Linked DNA regions of Triticum aestivum: region 1 is linked to region 2. A link is a contact called in public Hi-C data. All regions are on one chromosome and are shown on one strand. The core of a region is the stretch at or near the end of the contact, and the rest is flanking DNA. Distances in the headings are between cores, read along the strand shown. Region 1 holds the start of LOC123092240 (probable galacturonosyltransferase 7). Region 2 has its middle 37 kb from the start of LOC123092239.

The links. Hi-C and Micro-C count contacts between places; a contact is called where the count stands out from the background.
Region 1: a contact with region 2 is called in a Hi-C map of leaf, with 2.9 times the contacts expected there. The contact joins the promoter of LOC123092240 here to the enhancer-like site in region 2. A contact is called at or near these places in 2 of 5 Hi-C or Micro-C datasets (leaf and an unstated tissue) and 1 of 1 datasets of contacts at active chromatin or transcription factors (leaf).

Annotation. Positions count from the first base shown.
Region 1 is chr4B:377,073,521-377,080,981 of IWGSC CS RefSeq v2.1, forward strand. It overlaps LOC123092240 (probable galacturonosyltransferase 7), which reads left to right and starts at 3,402. Exons shown (of 9, transcript XM_044513946.1): 1 at 3,402-3,879; 2 at 4,073-4,101; 3 at 4,250-4,360; 4 at 5,295-5,367; 5 at 5,830-5,891; 6 at 6,068-6,363; 7 at 6,621-6,978; 8 at 7,061-7,461. The coding sequence starts at 3,762.
Region 2 is chr4B:377,016,460-377,021,875 of IWGSC CS RefSeq v2.1, forward strand. No RefSeq gene overlaps it. Among protein-coding and RNA genes, the nearest start is that of LOC123092239, 37 kb to the left of the region's middle. Within about 2 kb of position 3,977, at least 4 of the 8 cell types and tissues checked have an H3K27ac peak or open chromatin away from gene starts, as enhancers often do. A contact at or near this core is called in leaf, where this site is marked.

The DNA of each region.
Region 1 (7,461 bases), core at 2,152-4,651, 56 kb after region 2:
AAAATTTCAACAACACGGTCTCTGTTGCAAATGTTTCTGCGACATGACTTATGTTGTCAAATGTTTCTACGACACGACTTATGTTGCAGAAATAGAGAATGACGCTCCGCCACTAGATTGAGCCTGATGCGACAGCTCGCAAGGCGGCGAATTTTTCCAAATGATCGGCCGACCGATGGGGAAGGGTTTACCTTTTTTCCAACAAAAATCACTCGAGTAGAGTTACTGAAGCGAGGGGAAACATAACCAGAAGTGAATCCACAATGCCGGTCTCGATTCTAAACTGTTCCCCGGATGCACAAGCCAAGGGGACCGACGCTAGCTGGCTAGCAAAGACGGTGACGCCCAGCGAAACAGAAAGCTCGCCCGCCCCCATCCCTATCTTTCTTTGGATAATCTCTACGGCCTAGCCTAGGTCCCACATCCAAAAACAGGAGCACCGGATGATGCCTGCCCTTCATAAGCATTGTCCTACATTATCCCTTCCCCAATCTTCCTCAACACACGATTGCTTGTGGAAATGGGCGTATCAACATTTTTGGTGCTTTTCCCAAAAGCACCAATAACCTCTCTTACTATAGCTTTTCCTAGTGCCTGCATCAAATGCAAGAAAAGGTGCAAAAGAGATGTTATTCTCAAGAATATATATATAGAAATGTTAGTTTGGCCTCCCCATCACATCATACTATAAAGAAATCCAAGCATGGAAGTGTCGGTGAGTATATAGATCTAGGTGAGCCATTTATGTTGGCGGTGGACATGGTGCCCCCTCTTCTACAGAGCATATTCACGCATTTAGAAAAAAAGAGGGGCAGATTTATGAATAGGGAAGGCGAGATCCATCCTCCACCATCATCATCACCTTCTCCGACTTCACTCAACTGTTTCTTCAATCTTCCCTCTTTTGTGAGCACGTTCAGGCACTCCGGTTAGCGGGGGAAAGGGGTATGACTCACAACACGGTGCCACTAATTATTGCCTTGCCTGGTCAGGCCTAGTGAACGTTCTTGTTGTTGTTGTAGGTAGCATCCGATTGGAAGAACGCGCTGCGCGTCACTGTCATCAAATTTGAACGGGTTGGTAAAGCTCTGTGCAATGGCAGATTACAAAAGTGTCTGCATTGGCATCACTGGATGCGTGGGCCCATGGGGCGACTTGATATCCTGTGGCATCCGCTCTGTGGTCGCTGCATCGCTCATCACATTCTTATGTAGAATTTTTGACATGAAAAAAAAACAGTTGTTTGGGTAAAATCGTTTTGCATCCTACTGCACACTGTAACATCAGGCGTGCGACCTTCTTGGATCCACCCCATTTTTCCGTAGCAATATACAGGTGTACTGTATGTAGCAATACTCCAAGTCTTTTTTTGCTGATATATGGTGTACTGGCAGATGATTAATTTCTTTTGTCCGAATAAGTACTTTGTATTTGAACGTGCAAAAATGCGTCTAAGTACTGCAGAATGTATAATTGACCATTCAGTTGTGAATAGATACTAGCTCTAACTAAAATAATTGGTTGCTTTTCTAGAAAAAATCAAGAAAACTAGGGCTGTAATAACTATGTCTTTTTATGAATCTTCAAATTCTTTTCTCATTGGTCTTTTTTTTTTGTGAGTAAGCAGATTTTGCGCATCTTTTCGTTACTATAGAAGAAATTAGAATGAGTACAAGTTACGATACAACGCACAGAACGAACGCAAAACAGCGTCGGCATGGTGCCCAGCAGAGAGACAAGGGATGCTCGATCCGAATAGAGAATATAACGCAACAAAAACCTTCTAGTCCGGCCTCCAGCCATGGAAGGCGAGGAGACAGAGCTTAGGATACCCAACGGCATCACAACCAACACAAGGCACCTCCATCGCGCACACACGACTCCAACCCGACTAGATCAACGTACCCCTACCAAGAACGCCTAAAGATCGAGTGCAGGACCCGACCGAGATGGAGACGGGAGCCATGGAGGAAGCGCTGGCGAAGTCGGACAAAGCGCCCCGGTTGCCCACACCGTGAGAGGCAGGCTAAACCAACGCGACGCCAACATCTCCAAGACCACCATCGGGGGCGCCGTGAGAAAACAAGGGGACTCCTTCAAGAAGGGGAACGACACCTGACATCATCGTCGTCCGGCCGAAGAATCAGACCTGGAGTTTCCCCCGGTGCTCGAAGAGGGGCACAAACAAAGGCCATGACAACGCCTCCAAGAAGGGAACGACACCCGTGAGTGTCACCGCCGCCAACATCAGCAAGCGGAGCAGGGTTTTTTGCCCTAGCGTGAGTCTAAGCAATCCCAAAGCCACCGAAAGGAAATAAAGACGATGAAGTCAAGTCGTTGGCCAGAGCCGTCAATACAAGAAGGGGAGTTGTGTCCGCCGCCGGATAATGGCACCGAAAGTCGCTGACACACGAGCTTTGGATCTGTCAGAAGGACGAAGCATGGAGGTGGTGGGTGGGAGAGACAACAAGGCAGTGAAAGTCGACGCAAGGGATCTGACGGTGGCGGGTGACTACAAAGAGCCAAGAATCAGAGAGATGCAGATTTGAACTGTCGGGGCAGGAGCCGCTAGAGAGCCGATGAGGCAAACAAGCTGAAGGGTACGGAACTATCATATCACTAAGGCCAGAACAACGCAGACAAAGGACGCTGGAGGAGGCATGCCCAGGCCACCAGGGCTGGAGTTGCACCGACAAGTAGCCCATTTGCGAGGCCTCTCACGCCTGGCGCACCACCATGTCAACACCCTGGGGAAAGAACCATCAGAATCCCTTCAAATTCATCCTCCCATAGTTGTCACCGTAGCTCGGAGGTGGGAGGAAACGCCGGAGACGAGGAGAAACCCCTGCGGTCGAGAAGGGTCGTCGCTCCTGGAGATGATCCCGCCCCACACCATCAGGCAACCATGGCGCGCTCGCATTAACGTCACAAGGAGAAATGCCTCGCCACCACCTTCCCTAGGCGCGCACAGCCTTCGTCGTTGTTCCCTCTGGCAGCGGCAAAACGGGGGATCTGGGGTCACTGGCGGCGCGACTAGAGTTCCCCATGTCACATGTCTCTCATCGGAAATGACCTGCACCCAAAGAGTTTTAAATTTCTCTATATAAAAGAAAGATGCTGGAACTAATTCGAAGTGCTGCAAGGATGAGCTGCCATAGCAGATTGTCCGCAGCACCACTGATATCCATTACAATTCGGTAAGTTTTATTCCCTCCGTCCCATATTAATTGAGCCTGAGCTGGATGTATCTAGACGTCAATTAATATAGGGCGGAATAAGTAATAAACAGCATAGCAAAATCGAATTTTGTTAAAACTCCAAATAAAACCTCTCCTCTACAAGGCAGAAAACCCCAAATAAAAGGAAAGGGTTGAAAACGAGACGCAGCAGGCGAGGCAAAAGGGCCATTATTCCTTGACACCCCTTGTCCTCCAAATCCCAAATCCAAACAAGAAGAAACAATACAATCCTCTTTCTCTTTCTCTTTCTCCCTGCGACGCGACGTCCTCCGCTCCCTGCCCTGTCTTCTCGCGCACACTAACCAATCCGAGCGTCCGGCGCCGCGGCTCCCAAATCGCCACGCACCGATCGGGCCCGGCGTCACTGGCGTCCCCGTGCCATTGCCCCAATCGGGAGGCATTCATCTGCGCGCCGCTGCCCTGCCCCGTCTCGGCGGTGGCGGTGGTGGTATGATCAGTAGAGGGCCACGCGGCGGCGACGGCGGCGGCGGAGATTAGGGTCTTGGGAAGGGGGAGGAGGTTATGAAGGCGACTGCGCCGCCGGCGAAGAGGCGGAGGGGCCCGCGGCTGGCGGTGCTGGCGCTCGTCTTCTGCTCGCTGCTCGTACCGATCGCCTTCCTTTTCAACCGCTTCCCCGCCGGTGAGTTCTTCACGTCCCTCTTGTCCCCTACCCGGATTTCGGTAATGCGGGTGGCGCCGCGGCTTACTCGATCGGATCCGCGCCATTCCCGGCGGATCTGTTGTTTCGTTAATTGTCGTTTAGTGCTGGATTCTGGTGTTTTTGTCCTTCTTACTTGAGCCGATTTTCTGATTGGTTTGGTTGTTTGCTGCAGTGTACGTGACGGATGAGCGCCCCCAACAGGTAACTTTCTCTTTTTTCTAACAAAAATTAAAATTATATATGCGGACGTTTGTCCAAGTTTTCATGGATTGCTTTTTATGAAAATGGTGATGTGTTGGGATAGTATGACTGATTCCTGCTACCACGTGTTCATTTGTGCTGGATTTAGGAGGTTACTTTGCCTTCATTCGATCGCTTAGTGGTAGAAAGAGACAGGATTGTACATCAAGTGCCGCGGCAGGGTGGTAGAGATGTGAACGCAGAGACAGAGGTTACTCAGGTTAGTGGCTTTGCATTTTTCTTATGTACTGACATTGATGAACTCATATAACCGCATCTAGATCATTCCACGGAAAGCTATGTGTATTTTGTTCGACACTTCTAGTGTTTGGTTTTAGCCCCTGTTTGTTCTCCGCTTTTAATGTCATGAAACTTAATAACACTAGTGATGCCTACTAGCACGCCTTGTTACTAAAAGATACAGTACCCCATAATCTTTGATGTTCACTAGCATGAAAAATAGCAGTTCAGAACTTTGGTCCTGACTTTTGTTCAGTAGGCCAAAACATGAGCCCACAAGTTCGTTTAAAATTAACAGGCCATGCTTGCTCTACTCTCACATGAGTCATTTCTGCCACTCTTCCTCGTATTGTCTATCAGCATGTTTCAGACTTACCAGCAGGAGTAGGCATTTTTTCCAAATACCATCTAGTCTAGGCCTATGCTAAAAGGAAATTGTGCATAAGCTCTTACATAAAAAAAATCAAAGAAAATTTTATTGACCGACTGTATCATGAAGTATATGGGGTTACTTGAAGCAGACCAAATTGAGTTGAACAGTGTTTTTTTTTTGGTCAGCTTAAAGAAACATGGTGCACTCCTCACCATTGTCTTCTTCTGTGCCACCTCTCTTCGACCGAATAGGACAATATGGAAAACGCATACAGAAATAATTCAAGCCAGCAATTCAAACAGCTACAAACCATCCCATAGGGATGCCAAACAAAGTGATATATCAAAGAAGTAGTATATTTAATCTCTCCACCCTAGTCTCTTTCTTCATGATTATGAACTATGAAGGCTGTGAAAAGTATATGTTGTAGAATCAGTTAATACATTCTGTTATTATTTTTGCATAGATTACTAGTGTTTTCCGTTACAGCTTTGGATAATTTGAATCATTGATGTGTTATCCTTTACTCCTTTTTCTTCAGGATGTGCACGGAAAGAATTCCAAGGGCAATATAGACTTGCATCACCAAATTGATACTGAACATAAAGTTAAAGGTTAGTAGTGTCTGCAACACTGTTACATAAAGTTTAATTGAATATATGAGAATGCCATAATCAATTATGCACCAAATTCCATTCATGTAAGTGAACTTTTAGATATACATCATTTCGAAATGTTTCAGGAAAAATATTATAATGTTGTAGGAAACCAGTTACCTGGACACTGAAAAATAGTTGGCCTTTTACTCAATTTGCTTCAGCACCTCACCATCTTCGCTGTTACTTGTTTCCAGTGCACGCCTTTTTGCCACTATATCTTAAAATAAACTATTAATACATAACTCTGAACAAATGCTGGTGTGTTTATCTAGGATGTGATGATAATTAACCATACTTTTTCTTCTAAGATCAAGCAATGTATGCGTTTGTAGTGTGTCTTCTCTACCCGATTCTCTTCTCATGATGTACTCATGTTTCAGTTGGTTACGCTGACCCACTAATTGGCACTGTATGCAGTTCTCCCCCCACCAAAAATTGAACAAGTGAAGCCAGTACCAGTTCCAGTTCCACCCAGAAAAGTATGATGGCTCTTATTTTGCTGTTTCTCTTTGTACATAAGTCATGCTTTACCTTCTGAAGCATAACTTCATTTTCCCATTAATATATACTTACTTTTTCTTACTTGAGCCCAAGCTGTAATTTTGTTACTCTTTTAAGAGAAGTACTGATGGTTTGGAGAATATATTGATGCCAGGATTTCAGTGACAACATGAGACGTCCCAGGGTCCCAAGTGCTGATGAATTGGAGAAGGCTAAGGCTTGTCAACTTGAATTCGGGAGTTACTGTCTCTGGTCCATTGAACACAAAGAAGTTATGAAAGATGCCATTGTAAAAAAACTAAAAGATCAGCTATTTGTGGCTCGATCTTACTACCCGAGCATTGCCAAACTTAAAGGAAAGGAGGCACTGACTCGTGAATTGAAGCAGAATATCCAAGAACATGAAAGGGTTCTAAGTGAATCCATTGTTGATGCTGATCTACCATCCTTGTGAGTATTTATTCGGCATGCTTGTTATTCTTCTTGACCCGTTTAGCATTTCATGGTTCCATCTTGTATGTTGAAATTATGACAACAGATCATTTATGCATTGCATGGGGTTGAAATGCTTTGTTACATCTTACATGTATATTTTTTCTTAGTGTTCATATTGAATTTGTATCCGGTATGGTTGACTGGGAAAGTACTATCAGTCATGACTGCATTTAATTGTTTGTTACTGAATGACACTTGACCTGCGCTTTCAGCATAAAAAAGAAGATAGAGAGGATGGACCGTGCAATAGCAAGAGCCAAATCATGCACTGTGGATTGTAACAATGTTGACAAAAAGCTTCGCCAGATACTTCATATGACGGACGATGAAGCTCATTTTCATATGAAGCAGAGTGCCTACTTATACAACCTTGGTGTTCACACGATGCCCAAAAGTCATCACTGTCTTAATATGAGGTTGACAGTAGAATATTTTAAATCAACTACATTGGATTCAGATGACTCTCCTGTCCATAAGTTTAATGTTCCAGATCATAGGCACTACGTTATATTATCTAAAAATGTGCTTGCCGCTTCCGTTGTCATCAACTCATCTGTTAGTAGTTCTGAGGTATGCAGGCAACTTATACTCTTTTGCTGATTGAACATCTTCTGGGTTTGGCATTGCTGATGTTCCTTTTGGTGTTTTGCAGGAGACCAGGAATGTAGTCTTTCATGTACTAACCGATGCTCAAAATTTCTATGCAATGAAGCATTGGTTTTCAAGAAATGCCTACAGAGAATCAGCTGTCAATGTCATTAACTACGAGCATATTATTTTGGAGAGTTTGCCAGATTTCAGCATGCAGCAGTTGTATATGCCTGAGGAATTCCGTGTTTTCATCAGTAGCTTTGAGCGACCTACCGAGAAATCTAGAATGGAGTATTTATCAGTGTTTAGTCACTCACATTTCTTTATTCCGGAAATATTTAAAGATTTAAAGAAGGTGATTGTGTTGGATGATGATGTCATTGTTCAACGTGATCTCTCTTTCTTGTGGAATCTTGATATGGGAGATAAGGTAAATGCCGCAGTCAAGTTTTGTGGCCTGAG
Region 2 (5,416 bases), core at 2,727-5,226:
AAACAAAGGACACCAGTGAGAAATGAAGAAAACAAAGTTATGAAGAAGAAGAAAAATAAAAGCCGAAGAAAAGTGGTGCGAAAAGAAAAGAAACTGGCAGAAAAAGAAGAACAAAAAAAGAAGAAGAAAAACCCCAGAGAAAACAAAGCAGAGCAAACCATAACCAGCGAACCTACACTGATGGGCCGGTCCATAGGCGCGCACCCTTCAGCGAGTTGAGCTTCCACCTCGTGGGGAGCTCCTATACGGCGCTGCAGGCGCCCGTTGGCGCTCCTGGCGCCTGCAGCGCCCCGCGCTGGGCCGGCCCATAAAGAAAACAAAGTTATGAAGAAGAAGAAAAATAAAAGCCGAAGAAAAGTGGTGTGAAAACAAAAGAAACTGGCAGAAAAAGAAGAACAAAAAAAGAAGAAGAAAAACCCCAGAGAAATCAAAGCAGAGCAAACCATAACCAGCGAACCTACACTGATGGGCCGGTCCATAGGCGCGCACCCTTCAGCGAGTTGAGCTTCCACCTCGTGGGGAGCTCCTATACGGCGCTGCAGGCGCCCGTTGGCGCTCCTGGCGCCTGCAGCGCCCCGCGCTGGGCCGGCCCATGAAGAGTGCAAAACAGAGAACACAAAACGCTCACAAAACCAAAATCGGGTAAAATAAAGAAAGAAAACCCAATAAAAACCGACAAAGAAACTCAAAAAACTAAGGAAACGAAATAAAATGAGGAAAAAAACAATGAAAGCAAAGTTTTACGAAGAAAGAAATAAAAATGAGAGAAAACCACCGAAAAACAAAGGACACCAGTGAGAAATAAAGAAAACAAAGTTATGAAGAAGAAGAAAAATAAAAGCCGAAGAAAAGTGGTGCGAAAACAAAAGAAACTGGCAAAAAAAGAATAACAAAAAAAGAAGAAGAAAAACCCCAGAGAAAACAAAGCAGAGCAAACCATAACCAGCGAACCTACACTGATGGGCCGGTCCATAGGCGCGCACCCTTCAGCGAGTTGAGCTTCCACCTCGTGGGGAGCTCCTATACGGCGCTGCAGGCGCCCGTTGGCGCTCCTGGCGCCTGCAGCGCCCCGCGCTGGGCCGGCCCATAAAGAAAACAAAGTTATGAGTAAGAAGAAAAATAAAAGCCGAAGAAAAGTGGTGTGAAAACAAAAGAAACTGGCAGAAAAAGAAGAACAAAAAAAGAAGAAGAAAAACCCCAGAGAAATCAAAGCAGAGAAAACCATAACCAGCGAACCTACACTGATGGGCCGGTCCATAGGCGCGCACCTTTCAGCGAGTTGAGCTTCCACCTCGTGGGGAGCTCCTATACGGCGCTGCAGGTGCCCGTTGGCGCTCCTGGCGCCTGCAGCGCCCCGCGCTGGGCCGGCCCATGAAGAGTGCAAAACAGAGAACACAAAACGCTCACAAAACCAAAATCGGGTAAAATGAAGAAAGAAGACCCAATAAAAACCGACAAAGAAAAAAAAACTAAGGAAACGAAATAAAATGAAGAAAGAAACAATGAAAGCAAAGTTTTACGAAGAAAGAAATAAAAATGAGAGAAAACCACCGAAAAACAAAGGACACCAGTGAGAAATAAAGAAAACAAAGTTATGAAGAAGAAGAAAAATAAAAGCCGAAGAAAAGTGGTGCGAAAAGAAAAAAACTGGCAGAAAAAGAAGAACAAAAAAAGAAGAAGAAAAACCCCAGAGAAAACAAAGCAGAGCAAACCATAACCAGCGAACCTACACTGATGGGCCGGTCCATAGGCGCGCACCCTTCAGCGAGTTGAGCTTCCACCTCGTGGGGAGCTCCTATACGGCGCTGCAGGCGCCCGTTGGCGCTCCTGGCGCCTGCAGCGCCCCGCGCTGGGCCGGCCCATAAAGAAAACGAAGTTATGAAGAAGAAGAAAAATAAAAGCCGAAGAAAAGTGGTGTGAAAACAAAAGAAACTGGCAGAAAAAGAAGAACAAAAAAGGAAGAAGAAAAACCCCAGAGAAATCAAAGCAGAGCAAATCATAACCAGCGAACCTACACTGATGGGCCGATCCATAGGCGCGCACCCTTCAGCGAGTTGAGCTTCCACCTCGTGGGGAGCTCCTATACGGCGCTGCAGGCGCCCGTTGGCGCTCCTGGCGCCTGCAGCGCCCCGCGCTGGGCCGGCCCATGAAGAGTGCAAAACAGAGAACACAAAACGCTCACAAAACCAAAAACGGGTAAAATGAAGAAAGAAAACCCAATAAAAACCGACAAAGAAACAAAAAAAACTAAGAAAACAAAATAAAATGAAGAAAGAAACAATGAAAGCAAAGTTTTACGAAGAAAGAAATAAAAATGAGAGAAAACCACCGAAAAACAAAGGACACCAGTGAGAAATAAAGAAAACAAAGTTATAAAGAAGAAGAAAAATAAAAGCCGAAGAAAAGTGGTGCGAAAAGAAAAGAAACTGGCAGAAAAAGAAGAACAAAAAAAGAAGAAGAAAAACCCCAGAGAAAACAAAGCAGAGCAAACCATAACCAGCGAACCTACACTGATGGGCCGGTCCATAGGCGCACACCCTTCAGCGAGTTGAGCTTCCACCTCGTGGGGAGCTCCTATACGGCGCTGCAGGCGCCCGTTGGCGCTCCTGGCGCCTGCAGCGCCCCGCGCTGGGCCGGCCCATAAAGAAAACAAAGTTATGAAGAAGAAGAAAAATAAAAGCCGAAGAAAAGTGGTGTGAAAACAAAAGAAACTGGCAGAAAAAGAAGAACAAAAAAAGAAGAAGAAAAACTCCAGAGAAATCAAAGCAGAGCAAACCATAACCAGCGAACCTACACTGATGGGCCGGTCCATAGGCGCGCACCCTTCAGCGAGTTGAGCTTCCACCTCGTGGGGAGCTCCTATACGGCGCTGCAGGCGCTGCAGGCGCTCCTGGCGCCTGCAGCGCCCCGCGCTGGGCCGGCCCATGAAGAGTGCAAAACAGAGAACACAAAACGCTCACAAAACCAAAATCGGGTAAAAATGATGCTCTCCTCAGGACTCGAACTCGCCACCGCATGCTAACAAACAGGTGCCACCAGCCGCATGAGCTACTTGCTATCTGTGACTACTAACAGAGGCAGCAGATTAATAACAAGGCCACGGTGCTATTCTATTGAACATAGTCATGATTTAATTTTTTGAATTATTTGGAAAAAAGATCATGATTTTGAAAAAAGTTCTTCATTTTGGAAGAAAACGTTCATTGACTTTCAAAAAAAAAGTTCATGAAATGAAAAAAGTGCAATAATTTTGAAAAAACAGTTCACAACAATGAAAAATGACCATGAGTTTGAAATAAGTTCATGGATTTGCAAAAAAGTTCACTGAAATTTGGAAAAAGTTCATTGAATTTCAAAAAAGTTCATCGGATTTGAAAAATAGTTCATCAAATTTTGAAAAAGTTCACCAACTTTTCAAAAAAGTTCATCGGATTTGAATTTTTTTTGGCAAAAAGTTCACAACAATTTTAAAAAAGTTCATCGGATTTGAAAAAAGTTCATGGGATATGAAAAAAGTTCATGGGTTTTTGAAAAAGTTAAGCGATTTTGCAAAAAAAGTACATCAAATTTCAAAAAAGTTCTTTCAATTAAAGGAAATTCGTCGGTTCTGAAAAAAGTTCATCGAATTTGAAAAAAAACCGCGCACTAAAGTAAACAAAGAAAAAAGAAAAAGAATAAAAAAGAAACTGAACTGAAGAAACAAAGTAAAAAAGAGAAAGACGAGCTAACCTTACACGCTCGAGCGGGTGTCCCTTGTGGCTACAGCAGTGCGCTTTCAACAACTTGGTCGTGTGTTCGAATCCCCGTCTGCACACAGTTTTTGCTAGTTCAAAACCAAAAAAAAAAGAACGTAACGGGCCGGCCCAATAAGAAATGCCTGCAGGCGCCGCCAACCGGCGCATAAGCGCCAAATAGGATATGCCCACCTCGTGTCAGGCGAGATATAGCTCTCACGGGCAAGCAGGGGCCTGCCCCCTGCCAACGTTTGAGAGTCATCAATTATTGACAGAATTTACATCGCACCAGAAGGTCCTCTTCGCAAGAGCTATTTGTCGCATTAAGCGATCCCTCAGACTAGTCTCGCGTCGAGAGTTTCTCTGGTGGGCTGGCCCATTACCGCGCTAGAAAAATAGACGGGAAAAAGCAGGACCATCAAGGATGGATACCTGGTCGTCACGGACACACGCAGCGGGACTAGCCACTACGCCAGCCAACCAGTTTGTAAAAAATACGGGCGTGACTTACTTGAAGCAAGAAATTACAGTTTTTCTCTGTTTTTTCCTTTTCTTCTTTTTTTTCCCTCTCTTTTTTCCCTTTTTGGTTTCCTTTTCTTTTTTATTCTTCGTGTTTTTTCAGTTTTGTCATTTTCCTGTTTCTTTGGTTTATTTTGTTTCTTTTTGGTTTTCATCTTTTATTGGTTTATTTTGTTTGTTTTTAGGTTTTAATTTTTTTTGCTATATTTTCTTTTCTTTTGTTTCGTCTGTTTATTTTTTTCATTCTTTTCTTTTTTCATCTCCATTTTTGTTTGGTTTTTTCCTCCATTTTTGTTCTGGTTTTCTTTTTCTTTTCTATTTTTTTCTTTTCTGTTTTCTTATTTTTATTTTTGTTTTCACTCTACATTTTTGTAACAGTCAGCATTTTTTGTATACACGTTCAACATTGTCCGAATGCTTATTCAATATTTTTCAAATAATTGCTCAACATTTGAATAAATTTTCAAATAATTGTTCAACATTTTAATAGTTATTCAAGATTTTTTAAATACTATTTTTGAATACTTATTCAACATTTTCAAATACTTGTTAAATATTCTTCATATACTCATTCAACATTATTTTAATGCCTATTCAACATTTTTTCAAATACTTTTTCAACATCTTTCGAGTTGTTGTTCACATTTTCAAATACTTTTTTAATATTTTTCATATATTCTTTCAACATTTTTAATAAATATTCAATCTTTGTCAAATACTTGCTCAACATTTTTAATACTTATTCAACATTTTCAAATACTTGTTCAATATTTTTCAATATCTTGTTCAACATTTTTTAATACTTATTTATTATTCTTTTCAATTGTGTTACATATATAGGACAAAATTTTCCTACTACCGGGTGTAGTTACTCCCAGTTTTGTTTCATACGTTCTAGGTAGTATCTATCATATCGGAGAGTATGTACGTGTAGTATGTAGTATGTAAGAATGTTTAGGTAGTATATATATACTATTTTTTAGATAGTATGTAGTATATTTTGAGCATACTCATTTTTATGTACAAATATGTACGTATTTGACAAATATTATAAAAACATGGGCTCACATGCAATTTTTTCAGATAACTCTCTTTATAGTATCTTAGATATAGTATATGAACATAGTAAAAATAATAAAATAGAGTATATACTACCACATAGT